Linked DNA regions of Mus musculus: all the other regions are linked to region 1. A link is a contact called in public HiChIP or PLAC-seq and promoter capture Hi-C data. All regions are on one chromosome and are shown on one strand. The core of a region is the stretch at or near the end of the contact, and the rest is flanking DNA. Distances in the headings are between cores, read along the strand shown. Region 1 holds the start of Galnt17 (polypeptide N-acetylgalactosaminyltransferase 17). Region 2 overlaps Galnt17 (polypeptide N-acetylgalactosaminyltransferase 17). Region 3 overlaps Galnt17 (polypeptide N-acetylgalactosaminyltransferase 17).

Region 1 (3,725 bases), core at 1,213-3,712:
CACAGATATGGGATTGAGCAAGGATATCACATCTTCCACCTTTTCAGCCCCCCTCTTCTGTGCTACTGATGCTGCCCGGTCTGGGTCTTCATGAACAGCTGTGGAGACCTAGCCTCATCCAGTCCCTGATGCTCTGAATGACACAGAACCAGGGATGCCCTCCTACCCAACTTCCTTCCGACCTCACAGATGTTTGAAAGTGCTTCTTCCATGCTTTTTGAGACAGCTTTTTATCAAGCCATATTTTTGTACTCAGTTCGCTGTAGATTATAAAAAATTCAATCCCTAAGGATCCTGAGTAGGCTCCAAAGAAATAAAAAAATAAAAGAGCAGGCCAATGAGATGGCTCAAGGAAGTAAAGGGGCTTGCTGCCAAGCCTGACTTCTTGAGTTCAATCCCTGAGACTCACATAGTGGCTGGAGAGAACTGACTCCTGCAAATTGTCTTCTGACCTCTACACATGGGCTGTGGCACAAATACACACGTCTCTACACATACACAACTAAGTTTTGTGTTTGTTTTTAAAGGAAGAAAGTAGGACTAGAGAAACATCTTACTTACTGTTCCATCATGAGAAGTTGTAGTGGGAATTTTGGTTTCTTTAAAAACACAGAAACATAAGAATGTTTTCATTTTAATCCCAGGTGTGGGATATGAGGCTGCCTCAGATTGTCCATAGCAGTTGACTGTGATTTGTCTCGTGTTCTAGCAGGGGCGTGGTTTTGACAGCTGCAGGTAGTTTTTGTGACTGTATGATGTTTGGAATTCTGGGGACTTTTCCTGTGTCACTCAGACCTCTGAGTAGCAGACTTGACACCCACACCACCAAGCCTGGCTCTCCATGTCCTTTTTTTTTTTTTTTTTTTTTAGTGAAAAACTGTAAAGGTGCTTGCTGTTAATTGTGTAAAACACCAAGGACAACAAAGGAAAACGAACTCCCTCCCCCCCCCCCAAGCCCCCAAACAACAATACCTTTATTGAAATGAGGGCCAGGCTTGGTGGCTAGGACTGCAATCCTAGTATTTGGGAGGTGAAGTTAAGAGATCAGGAATCATCAGTTAGGGGCTAACTAGCCTAGGCTAACTGAGATGGCATAAACAAAGGAACACTAAAATCTCCATCAAGGTCCAAACAAACAAAAGCAAACAAGAAAACACTTCGTTCCCTTTTAAAAGAAACCCAACCAATCTAACCTGGAACTTACTTTATAGACAAGGATGCTTGTGAGTCTCTGATCTTCCTGCCTCTACCTTCCAAGTGCTGGGATTATAGGCTTGCCACCAGCAAGCCTGGCTGTGAAGAGCTGGAGGTGGGGGGTGGGGTGGGAATATCCAGTTGAGGTCTAGGCAAGCACTCAACTTCAGCTCAACAGCTTAACTACATCCCATCTCCAAACCCCCAAACCCGAACATGCCCCCTGAACCGCCCCCCTTCCATGCTCCAACCAAAAGCTTAAATCTAAGTCAACCAAACAAAACTAACCAATGAACAACAGCAACAAACTTTAATCGGATGGGAAGAATGAAGTGGGAGTCCCTGAATTCACTCAGCTGATTCTTATCTGCTGGCAGTCTGGTTTCTTTCTCTGGCCTAAGCAATTAAAAAAAAAAAAAAATTAGAGGGCAGGTTTGGATTCCAGTCTTTGGAACTCCTGGGTCTCAGGAAAAGAAGTAGGTTGTGGAGACCCATCAGGGCCATAAATCCAAGTGCATGGCACCAAAATAAGAGTTTACAGAGTAGGGGCAAGCACAGAAGCACCAACTAAGATGGTCAGAACTCTCCCAGGGCTCAAGCAAGAAGGACACAGGGCCTTGCTCTGAAAGTAGCGGAATCCGAGTCTCCAGGCCAGATTTTCCCTCTAGCCATTCCGGGCCAAGCTAAGCAGAGCAGCTAAGCCAAGAGAAAGGGATGTCTTCCTCGTCTGCCGGGATGGAACAAACCCGGCTGCTTAGAGAGCGCTGAGAACCCCAAGGGTCCCTCACAGCCCTTAGCAGCCAACAGGACATGACTGCTCTTGGTCCGGCGCGCTCCCCGCTCTCTCCAGACACCCCCACCCTTTCCGGGTGCGCGCGCAAGAGTGGGCCAGCTTCCCCTAGCTGTGCGCTCCGCAGCCTGCGGGTGGCAGCGGCGTTGGCGACTGGCTCTCAGGGAAGAGGGTGACCAAGGGACCGCGAAGGAGGAGTCGGCGCCGCAGCCGCTCCCCTCGGGACCGCGCCCCGCCTTCCGTCGCCACCTGAGCATCCCCTCTTGGCTCCCAGCTGCTCCAATCTATCCCACCATTCCCTCTAGGGGACCGTGTGTACTCTTAGTGCCGCAGCCGCGGTGTCATTGCATCCGGTGATCGGGACACTCGGATCTTGGTTCCCTTGGGGGCTTGGGACGAGCTGCACGGGCCGTGGTGACAGGCTGCGGGGGCGCCAGCGCGCATCCCTCCCCCGCGACATTTAGAAAGGCGTGTAGACAACTGGTGTGACTTTGGAGGTCCGACTCCTCCTTCCGGCCAGCCTCGCAACGCGCCACCTCCCGAGACAAGCCAGTGTGTCCGGCAGGCCCCGGAGGCTCGTGTAGGGACTTGGAACGTGTCCGGGAACCCGTGGCGCTGTGCGCACTGGTGAGTTTTGCGGGCGGGGTGGGGGCGGAGAGGACGTCGCGCTGGGTCCCTGCTCCCGCCCCTTTCCTGCTGTCCCCCCCTCCACTTTGAGAGAGTCATTGAGATTTGAGCGTGACTGCGGAGCCTGGAGGATGCAGGCACGGGGCGCGGGGTTTTCCTCTTCTCAGAGTGATGGAGAGAGCCGGTGAGCTGAACAAAGACACCCGCCCTGAGGAGCGGGTCCTTTGCTGAAGAACTCTATTTTCGCCCTGCGACGGCCGCCTGCGGGCGAGAGTGTCGGCCGCGCAACTCCAGGAGTGGCGCGCTCTTCCGCCGGCGGGCGCAGAGCTGGAGCCCGGCACCTGCGCGCCACTCCCGCCACATCCCCAGAGCATTCCGACTACCAAAGGATTGTTCCTGAAGGTCTACGTCTGCGGAGGAGGTCCAAAGTCTAAAGGCAACCTGTTTGCTGTTCTACAGGGAGAGACCCTGGGACCTTTATCTTTTGCTGTCTTGTAGAAGGGACTGCGTGCTGTGGACGGAGCAGGCATTTCAGAGACACTTTTGCAAGCCAGGGGCTTCCATGTGAGAGATCAGCCGCGTCCTTCCAGTGGTTACTGGCGCCAGAGAATCGGCGTTTTGTGGTCAACAGCAGCTGGGACCCCCAGCCCTTTGCCCCCTCCCTCGGCCATTGTTCGGTGTGTGGGGTCTACTCCGTCTCAGGCTGCCCTGCGCCTCGCAGGTGAGGCTGGTAGAGGCGTGGGTCCAGGGAAAGGACCGGCCGTGTTGTTTGATGGCTTCACTGAGGAGAGTCAAAGTGTTGTTGGTGTTGAACTTGATCGCGGTGGCCGGCTTCGTGATCTTTTTGGCTAAGTGTCGGCCTATCGCGGTGCGCAGCGGAGACGCCTTCCACGAGATCCGGCCTCGCGCAGAGGTGGCCAACCTCAGCGCGCACAGCGCCAGCCCCATCCAGGATGCGGTCCTGAAGCGCTTGTCGCTGCTGGAGGACATCGTCTACAGGCAGCTTAATGGTAAGGACGTGCCCTGCCGCCTGTGGGTCGTGGTGCAAGCAGGGCACAGGGTGATCTCCCTGGCTCTCTGTATCCTAAGCTGACATCTGAACCAGCCCGATCTC
Region 2 (3,734 bases), core at 368-2,867, 280 kb after region 1:
CAGGAAGCAGAGAAAGATGGATGCTGGTGCTCAGCTCACTGTCTCCTTTGTATTCAGTGTAGATGCCCCAGGGCATGGGATGGTGCTGTCCATATTCAAGAAGGGTCTTCCCAGCTAGAACCTTACTCACCAATAGTTGCCAATCAAACTATCATCCACTCTATTTGTAAGCACAGGCTGAATAAACAGTCCCTTTGTGGAAGGACCTTCCTTAGGACCTAATTTAGTTTTGAGTTTATCTATCTAGCCATCTGATAACTGTGTTGATCTTTGTGGTGATTTGAATAAGAACCCCACAGGCTCACATATTTGAATGCTTAAATAGTGCCAGGGTGTGGCACTATTTGAAAGGATTAGATGGATTAGGGTGTGGCCTTCTTGGAGGAAGTGTGTCTCTGGGGATTTCAAACCGTTGTTATGACTGCTTCGTTATGACTACCTTTGCAATCAGGAGGTTTTCATGACCAAATTATTATGCTTATGTTCTGTTCCTGTAACCCTGTCTTCCTTCATGCACTAATGTATGCTGGTATCCAAGGCCCCAGTTGGGTGTTCTAAATAATGCATCTATTTCTTCTTGACTCTGGAGGCTAGAAATTCAAGATCAAGTTATGAGGGTGTTGGTTTCTTCTGTCATCTCTTTTCATCACTTGCTATTGCTGGATTGGTTTTTTTTTTTTGTATTTTATATCGTTTTCATCATTTCTGTGTGTGCGTATGCATGCCTGTATATGTGCAGTGCCTGTGTATATGCATGCCTGTATATGCATGTGTATTTGCATGTTATGCATGTGTATGTGTATGCCTGCATGTGTGCATGTGTATAATACATACATGTGTGTGCCTGCATGTATGTGCCTGTATGTGTGCCTGTGTATGCACACACACACACACACACACACACATGCATGTTGGTCCTAACCTCCTCTTTGTTCAAGAGCACTAGTTATATTTGGTTAGTTTATTAGTCATCCTTCTGTATTTTATGTTACAGCTTTGGAGATTTTAGTGTGTGGTCATCTGGATAGATTGCTTCAGGCCTCTGGTGAATCTGAATTATCATCATAGGAGGAGGAGCATCATTTTTCTGGGGAGGAGAGAGAGGTTGGGAAAGGAGGAGAAAGGAAAAAAAGACAAAAGAGATGAAATGAGAGAGACAGAAAAAAACAGGTGGCAGAGAGTAAGGGACAACCGCCCCCCCAAGAACATACCCTAAGGACCCCACACACACCTTCAGCTTGTCCCACCTCCCATGTGTTCACCACCTTTGCAGTAGCCAATCAAATTACAAACCTGTGGATGGATGAATCATTTGTAACCTCAGAGAGTTCATGGTCCAATCAGTCATTTCCCAAAGCCTGCTTCTGGCATCATTTCATTGGGGATTAAGACCCTGGGGGACAGTTTCCATCCCAATGTAACAAATAGGATCTGCTTTAATGACCTCACTCTCATTAATTCCCATCTTCATAGACCCCTCCTCTAAATATACTTCCTCTCCAAGGGGCAAGGGACCAAGGTCTCAACATGCACATTTTCAGATGATACAATGTAGCCCATAATAACTGAGCTACAGGATGAGTCACTGTGGCCCATTGGGAACTATGCTGTTTTTCTAGAGCACAGGCAGCAGACAGCCTGCCAAGGGTGGGAGCGTCTGTTACTGCAGCCCGCACCCATTGCAATTTCTGATTCTGAAGGACAGGTTCAGGGGGACAGGCACACCATCCCATGGGTCCCACAACAAGAGGCAGCTGGAGGAGGCCAAGTGCTCTCTGTATTCATTCTACAGATGGCTGAACATCGGGGGGGGGGGGGGTAGAAGAACATCCACACTGTACCATCATTCTCCAGAAAGGGCAATTTAGGAAGTGGAAAATTCAGCATGAATCTATTTGAAAAGTGTGTTTGTGTGCGTGTGTTCATGTGCTGTGTATATACCAATGTGTGTGTATGCTGTATATATGTGTATGTACCATATATGTGTGTGCATTGTATATGTGTGTATGTGTTATGTATGTGTTTATGAACCTCATATGAGTCCTCATATGAGTGTGTGTTGTGTATATGTATGTATGTGTATATATGTGTATATGTGCCACATATGTGTATGTATTATATATGTGTATGCACCACATATGTGTTGTACATGTGAGTATACACCACTTATGTGCTTATGTTGTATATGTGTGTATGCACCATATATGTGTGTGTTGTATATGTGTGTTGGACCCCATATGCATGTATATGTGTGGGGAGGATATATATGTATGTACCATAAGTGTATATGTTGTATATGTGTGTATGCACCATATGTTGTATATGTTGTATATGTGTGTATGTACCACATATGTGTGTGTATACATACATGCATGTGGAGGTCAGAGGTTGACACTGGATGTCTTCCTTAACCCTCCACCTAATATTTTGAGATAGGGTCTCTCATTGAATCTAGAACTTGTTTATTATGTGAGGTTCACTGCCACAAGTCCCAGGGATCTTCCTGGCCCCTACCTCCCCAGTGGCAGGATTACAAGAGCACACACACCACCACATCTGGACTTTTGGCATCATGAGTCCAAGGCATCTGAATTTAAGTCATCATGCTTACCAAGTAAGCCATCCCAGCCTTACCTGGCTTTGGTCTTGCATTTAGCAGTGTGTTTTAGTCAAGACATGGTCTCTTTATGTAACCTAGGATAGCCTCTATAACACAAGTAATGAGGTTACAGGCATATGCCATCAAGTCTGGCTCTTACTTATTTTTTTTTTGTCTGTATATTTATTTTGCAATATCAAAAAGGCTATGTTGGAGGTGTAGCTGTGTGGTAGAGCACTTGCCTGGCATGTGTGAAGTTCTGAGCTCAGTCAGGAAGGGAAGGAGAGCAGGGGAGGAGAGGGCTATAAAACAAAGAAAAGGCAAAATTTAGAGAAAGTGAAGGTTTGGGGCCAATGGAATTTGGATTTCTAAGCCAGGAATTAAAATGTTAAGGTCGTGAGATTTGAGTGTAAGAGAGGAGTATCCTGCATAGGACACAGGTGAACATTCTTCAGGGCCAAGATGAACAGCATTGGTGTGTGGCAGGATCTTGCAGATGCTGAGCTGGAGGGAGCCCTGTGGTATATCTGAGAAGCAACATAGGAAGAATTATTGGGCAGAATCAGAAACCCCCAGAGACAGATGTTCTAGACGGAGTGAGATGACTACATCAGAGAGAAGAATAGTATTGAAACAGGTGACATTTAAGGTCCCCGCTCACCCTGAGATGCAATGGGCCTGTAAAAAATGCAGACGCTCCGAGTTAAGCTATCTTTGAGGACACAGTGACATTTGATGCTAAGAGCGTCTGTTGATATTTTCTTTGAAATCTACGCTGGGCCGACTCTACCTGTAAGGGTGACCCGCAGAACAGTGGGATGCTTTGTGAAGTCTCCATGGCAACTCTTTGAGCAGCAGTACACGCATCTGGAGGGTCTGGAGACAGGAAGACGGTGAAGCATTATTTTTTCATCTCCAAAGCTCACGTAACTACCGTTTGATCAAGCAGCATGGTATTCTTTCTCTCTCATCTCTCTCTCTTACCTGCAGTGAGGCAACCCAACCGTTCTGGCAGGGCGCAGGCGTGCAGCCACAATGCACTGGAATTTTGCATAAGCCACTAACATTGCCAGCCTCAGACAATTTATAGACTACATTGTCAGTGGGGATAATTAGTGTAACCTGTACCCGATGC
Region 3 (3,664 bases), core at 88-2,587, 370 kb after region 1:
ATTTTGAATCAAAGGAATTCACAGAGATGAGAGTGTGGTATAGCAAGCCATTGTGTAGATGTTCAGCTAAAGCATGGGCTCTTTAGCGTACTGGCTAAATGAAAGGTACTGTTGTATTAATACATTTAATTTGACATAATTACTTGGCACAATGAGAACCTGAAGTGATCTATTCCTTCCAGAACATTCATTACCCCCACTGTGACAGACAGTGAGAACATGCATCCCTGCAACCGTTTCCTTTGGGAAGGAAAGGACATTTGGGCTGTAACATTGACGGAAAACCAGGATAATTTTCCTCTGAGATTCCTTTGTTCCCTTTCCCCTGAGCTTCTTCATCCCACCCATGTAGATGTCAGCTGGGTTGGGGGAGACCTTCTGCCTAGCTGTGCAGCATGCTCTTGGTTTGCCAGTCCCTGGGAATGGCAAGCACTTCTTTTTCTAGGTCAGGGAATAAAAATTCTAATCCCAAGCTATCAGGTCCTTAGGTGTGAACAGATCCTCCCCTGGGAGTCCCAGCCTGAAGGTGGGTCACTCTGGCCATTCCACTCCCCTGTCCCTAGACTATGGTAGCCCCTGCCGATGCTGGGAGGCCTGGCTTTGAATCCAAGCCAACCTTGGTTGCTGGTTCCAATTAAAAAGCAATTGCATTCCCAGCAGTTCAAGACTGCAGCCAAAAATACAGCCTGTTCAGAAAAAAAAAAAGCCTGGTCTTTTTTGAGAAGCACTTACTCCACAAAAGGGCTAGATGCTGCTCATGACAGCCAGTGACAACACAGTCAAGTGTGGCACAAATTTAGACGTTCAAAGATGAAACCAAAAAGGAGCCAGTTTGCCCTGGATTATCTGGTGACAGCAGTGAGATTTTCTGTTGGTTTTTGTGTTCTCTCTCTCTCTCTCTCTCTCTCTCTCTCTCTCCCTCCCTCCCTCCCTCCCTCCCTCCCTCCCTCCCTCTCACTCCCTCCTTCCCTCCCTCCCTCCCTCTTTCCCTCTCTTTCCTACCACATTTATTAGAGGATAAACAAGAGCTGACCTTTTGTCAGGCAGCAAGGAACCAGAACGATTGCATTAAGGAAATCAAAGGCGAGAAGGTCAGAGGGTCACCATTAACCACACTGGGGAGCTGTCATCCGTGGCTGCCTCAGCCAAGTGGGCATCCATCTCTCCAGGAGTGGTCAGTCTGTACTCCCTGGGAGGGCCAATAAGCAGGCAGAGCTGGGGGGGGGGGGTGGACGACAACGACTGCAGACCACATGTTCAGCTTTCTCCACAAGTGGGATGGTGGTGCCTCTGTCCTAAAAGGCTGTTGGGTATAAAAGCTCATCCACTCGGAAGGAAGTTAAGAACCCCCTAACTAGATGTGCATGCCTGCGGGCCTGCCTGTGAGCTCAGCATGTGGGAGGTGGAAGCAGATGGATTGTGAGTTCCATGTAAGCCTGGGGTACTCAGAAAGACTGTTCCAAAAGGAGAGGGGAAGAGGAGGGGGAGGGAGGCAGAAGAGGGGGAGGAGGAAGAAGAGGAGGAGAGAGAAGGCAAACAGGAGAACCAGACAAAGGAAACAAAGAGGGAGGGTCCGCCAGAGGAGGAGGAAGCAGAGGTCTGTCTAGCTTGTCTCAACTGGTTGATGCTCCAAGTTTTCCTTGAGAGTTTTATTTTCTTTTTTAAAATGTTAGCTATTTTGATTTTGATTTATGTGTATACATGTGTATTCTACCCGGTACCTGGAGAGGCCAGAAGAAAGTATCAGAACCCCCTGGGGCTGTTTTTCCAGGCTGTTGTAAGCAACCCAATGTGGTTACTGGAAACTGATCTTGGGTGCTTGTATGAGCAGCAAGTGCTTTGAACCACTGAGCCATCTCGCTTCTCAAGACTCTGATTTTTCATGTAAGTAATCTGGGGTTTTTATGATAAGACCATTCAACTATATCACCCACAAAGCTAGGATTTCCAAACACAGATCATCTTGTAACCCATAATTTGGGAATGTGACTCAGATTAAAGTCGATCAACCCATTTCCGGTAGGAAGGATGTTGAACCTGGGCTTGGGCATGGTTGACACACCTGCAATCTCAGTACAGTGGATGTAAAAGCAGGATTATGACTTAGACTGGGCTCCAGGAGACCTTGTCTAAAATTGTCAACAACAAAAGAAGAATGAAAGGAAGGTTTTTGTTGTTGTTGTTCATTTTTTTTCCCCTGTTTGAGACAGAATCTGACTGTCTTAGGGTTTTATTGCTGTGAGCAGACACCATGTCCAAGGCAACTCTTATAAACGACAACATTTAATTGGGACTGACTTACAGTTTCACAGGTTCAGTCCATTATCATCATGGCGGGAAAGCATGGCAGCATGCAGGCAGACACGGTGGTGGAGAAGGCTACATCTTGATCCAGAGGCAGTCAGGAGACTGTCTTTTGCAGGCAGCCAGGAGGAAGGTCTCTCTTCTACACTGAACCCTGGGAGCCCTCAAAGCCCGCCTACACAGTGACACACTTCCTCCAGTGAGGCCACACCTCCTAATAGTGCCATTTCCCATGGGCCATGCATATTCAAACCACCACATTGACTATGTAGCCCTTGCTATCCTGGTACTTAATATGTAGTCCAGGCTGGTCTCAAACTCACATAGATCAGCCTGCTTTTGCCTCATGAGAGTGGTAATCAAAGGTGTGCACCGCCATGCCTAGCAAGAAGAAAGAAAAGAATAAATGAGTGAAGGATTTATTTTGGCTCAGTTTCAGAGGTCCAGTTCATGGTGAGGATGGCTCCCAAGTGCATGGGTAGAACCTTGTAGTTGTAGAACATATGCTGGAGTCCTTTCTTTACTTCTTAGCAGAGAGGAAGCAGAGAAGTGAAGATAGATGGAGGAGCCAGGGCAAAATGTAACCAGAGCACATACTCTTAGTTGCCTACTTATATCTCCGGCTTACCACTACTTTCCAATAACAGCATCCCATTATAAATCCCTCAAAGAATACATTGGTTGCCTCAGAGTCCTCAGGATCTTCCATTGTCTTTGAAAGTTCCCTCCCGGTCACACCATGAAGCTGTGCTGTCCTGATCTCCTAGGTATGTTTTAGTCCAATCAAATTGACCATTCTATGTCTTGTGAAGAAGGTGCCCCACTTATCTCCAACCACCAACTTGACACAACCTAGAGTCATCTGAGATCCGAGGGGAGGCTCAGTCAAGGGAATTTTCAAGTGATGCGGATGTAGAATACTTTGCTTTGATTTTGGTCCTCTAAGGAAAAGGAGTATGGGGACCTGACAGCTTTTGTCTTTCATTCACACACTGGTTATATATATATATTTTTTTTCACAATGTCTGGACCATTTTACCCATTCGTGGGTGGGGTGGGGTGGGGGACTCAGAACTTTTCGGCAGAAAATGAGCAATTACTAGGAGTATAAAGCTCTGCAAGTGTCACCTTCCTGCTGACCTGCCTCTTCTGTTCTTTCTTGCTTGTCATTCTCTTCTGAAATCAGCAAGTACTTTTCCGACTTTGGATAAATACCAGGTTTATCCCCCAAGTCTCAATTCACACCAGCTTGCAAATTCAGATCACACTGAAAATCCAAATGACTAGCTTCGAGACAATGGCCTTTGTGTGGCCACTAATGAAAGATTTAATACAGAGCTCTAGAGACAGGATTTGAGCC

Evidence for each region. Promoter capture Hi-C pulls out the DNA fragments that hold promoters and counts their contacts. HiChIP or PLAC-seq counts read pairs in DNA pulled down with a chosen protein or histone mark.
Region 2: a promoter capture Hi-C map of hippocampal neurons shows a contact between it and region 1, with 4 times the contacts expected there. The contact joins the enhancer-like site here to the promoter of Galnt17 in region 1. A contact is called at or near these places in 5 of 39 promoter capture datasets (embryonic stem cells, hippocampal neurons and stem cell-derived epiblast-like cells), 11 of 484 Hi-C or Micro-C datasets (cerebellar granule neurons, cerebellum, cerebral cortex and 5 more), 11 of 115 datasets of contacts at active chromatin or transcription factors (VIP interneurons, embryonic basal ganglia, embryonic forebrain and 7 more) and 4 of 9 other capture datasets (adipose tissue, embryonic stem cells, liver and 1 more).
Region 3: a contact with region 1 is called in an H3K4me3 HiChIP or PLAC-seq map of embryonic forebrain, with 6 times the contacts expected there. The contact joins the enhancer-like site here to the promoter of Galnt17 in region 1. A contact is called at or near these places in 3 of 39 promoter capture datasets (embryonic stem cells, hippocampal neurons and second pharyngeal arch cranial neural crest), 3 of 484 Hi-C or Micro-C datasets (all in uterus), 7 of 115 datasets of contacts at active chromatin or transcription factors (VIP interneurons, embryonic forebrain, embryonic midbrain and 4 more) and 3 of 9 other capture datasets (adipose tissue, embryonic stem cells and liver).

Annotation. Positions count from the first base shown.
Region 1 is chr5:131,306,259-131,309,983 of GRCm38.p6, reverse strand. It overlaps Galnt17 (polypeptide N-acetylgalactosaminyltransferase 17), which reads left to right and starts at 2,462. Exons shown (of 11, transcript NM_145218.3): 1 at 2,462-3,621. The coding sequence starts at 3,384.
Region 2 is chr5:131,022,599-131,026,332 of GRCm38.p6, reverse strand. The region is part of intron 5 of Galnt17 (polypeptide N-acetylgalactosaminyltransferase 17); the gene reads left to right. Among named protein-coding and RNA genes, the nearest start is that of Gm40338, 60 kb to the left of the region's middle. Within about 2 kb of position 1,617, at least 16 of the 459 cell types and tissues checked have an H3K27ac peak or open chromatin away from gene starts, as enhancers often do. A contact at or near this core is called in VIP interneurons, hippocampal neurons and olfactory sensory neurons, where this site is marked.
Region 3 is chr5:130,936,099-130,939,762 of GRCm38.p6, reverse strand. All of the region lies in intron 6 of Galnt17 (polypeptide N-acetylgalactosaminyltransferase 17), which reads left to right. Among named protein-coding and RNA genes, the nearest start is that of Gm40337, 83 kb to the right of the region's middle. Within about 2 kb of position 1,337, at least 62 of the 459 cell types and tissues checked have an H3K27ac peak or open chromatin away from gene starts, as enhancers often do. A contact at or near this core is called in VIP interneurons, embryonic forebrain, forebrain and 2 more, where this site is marked.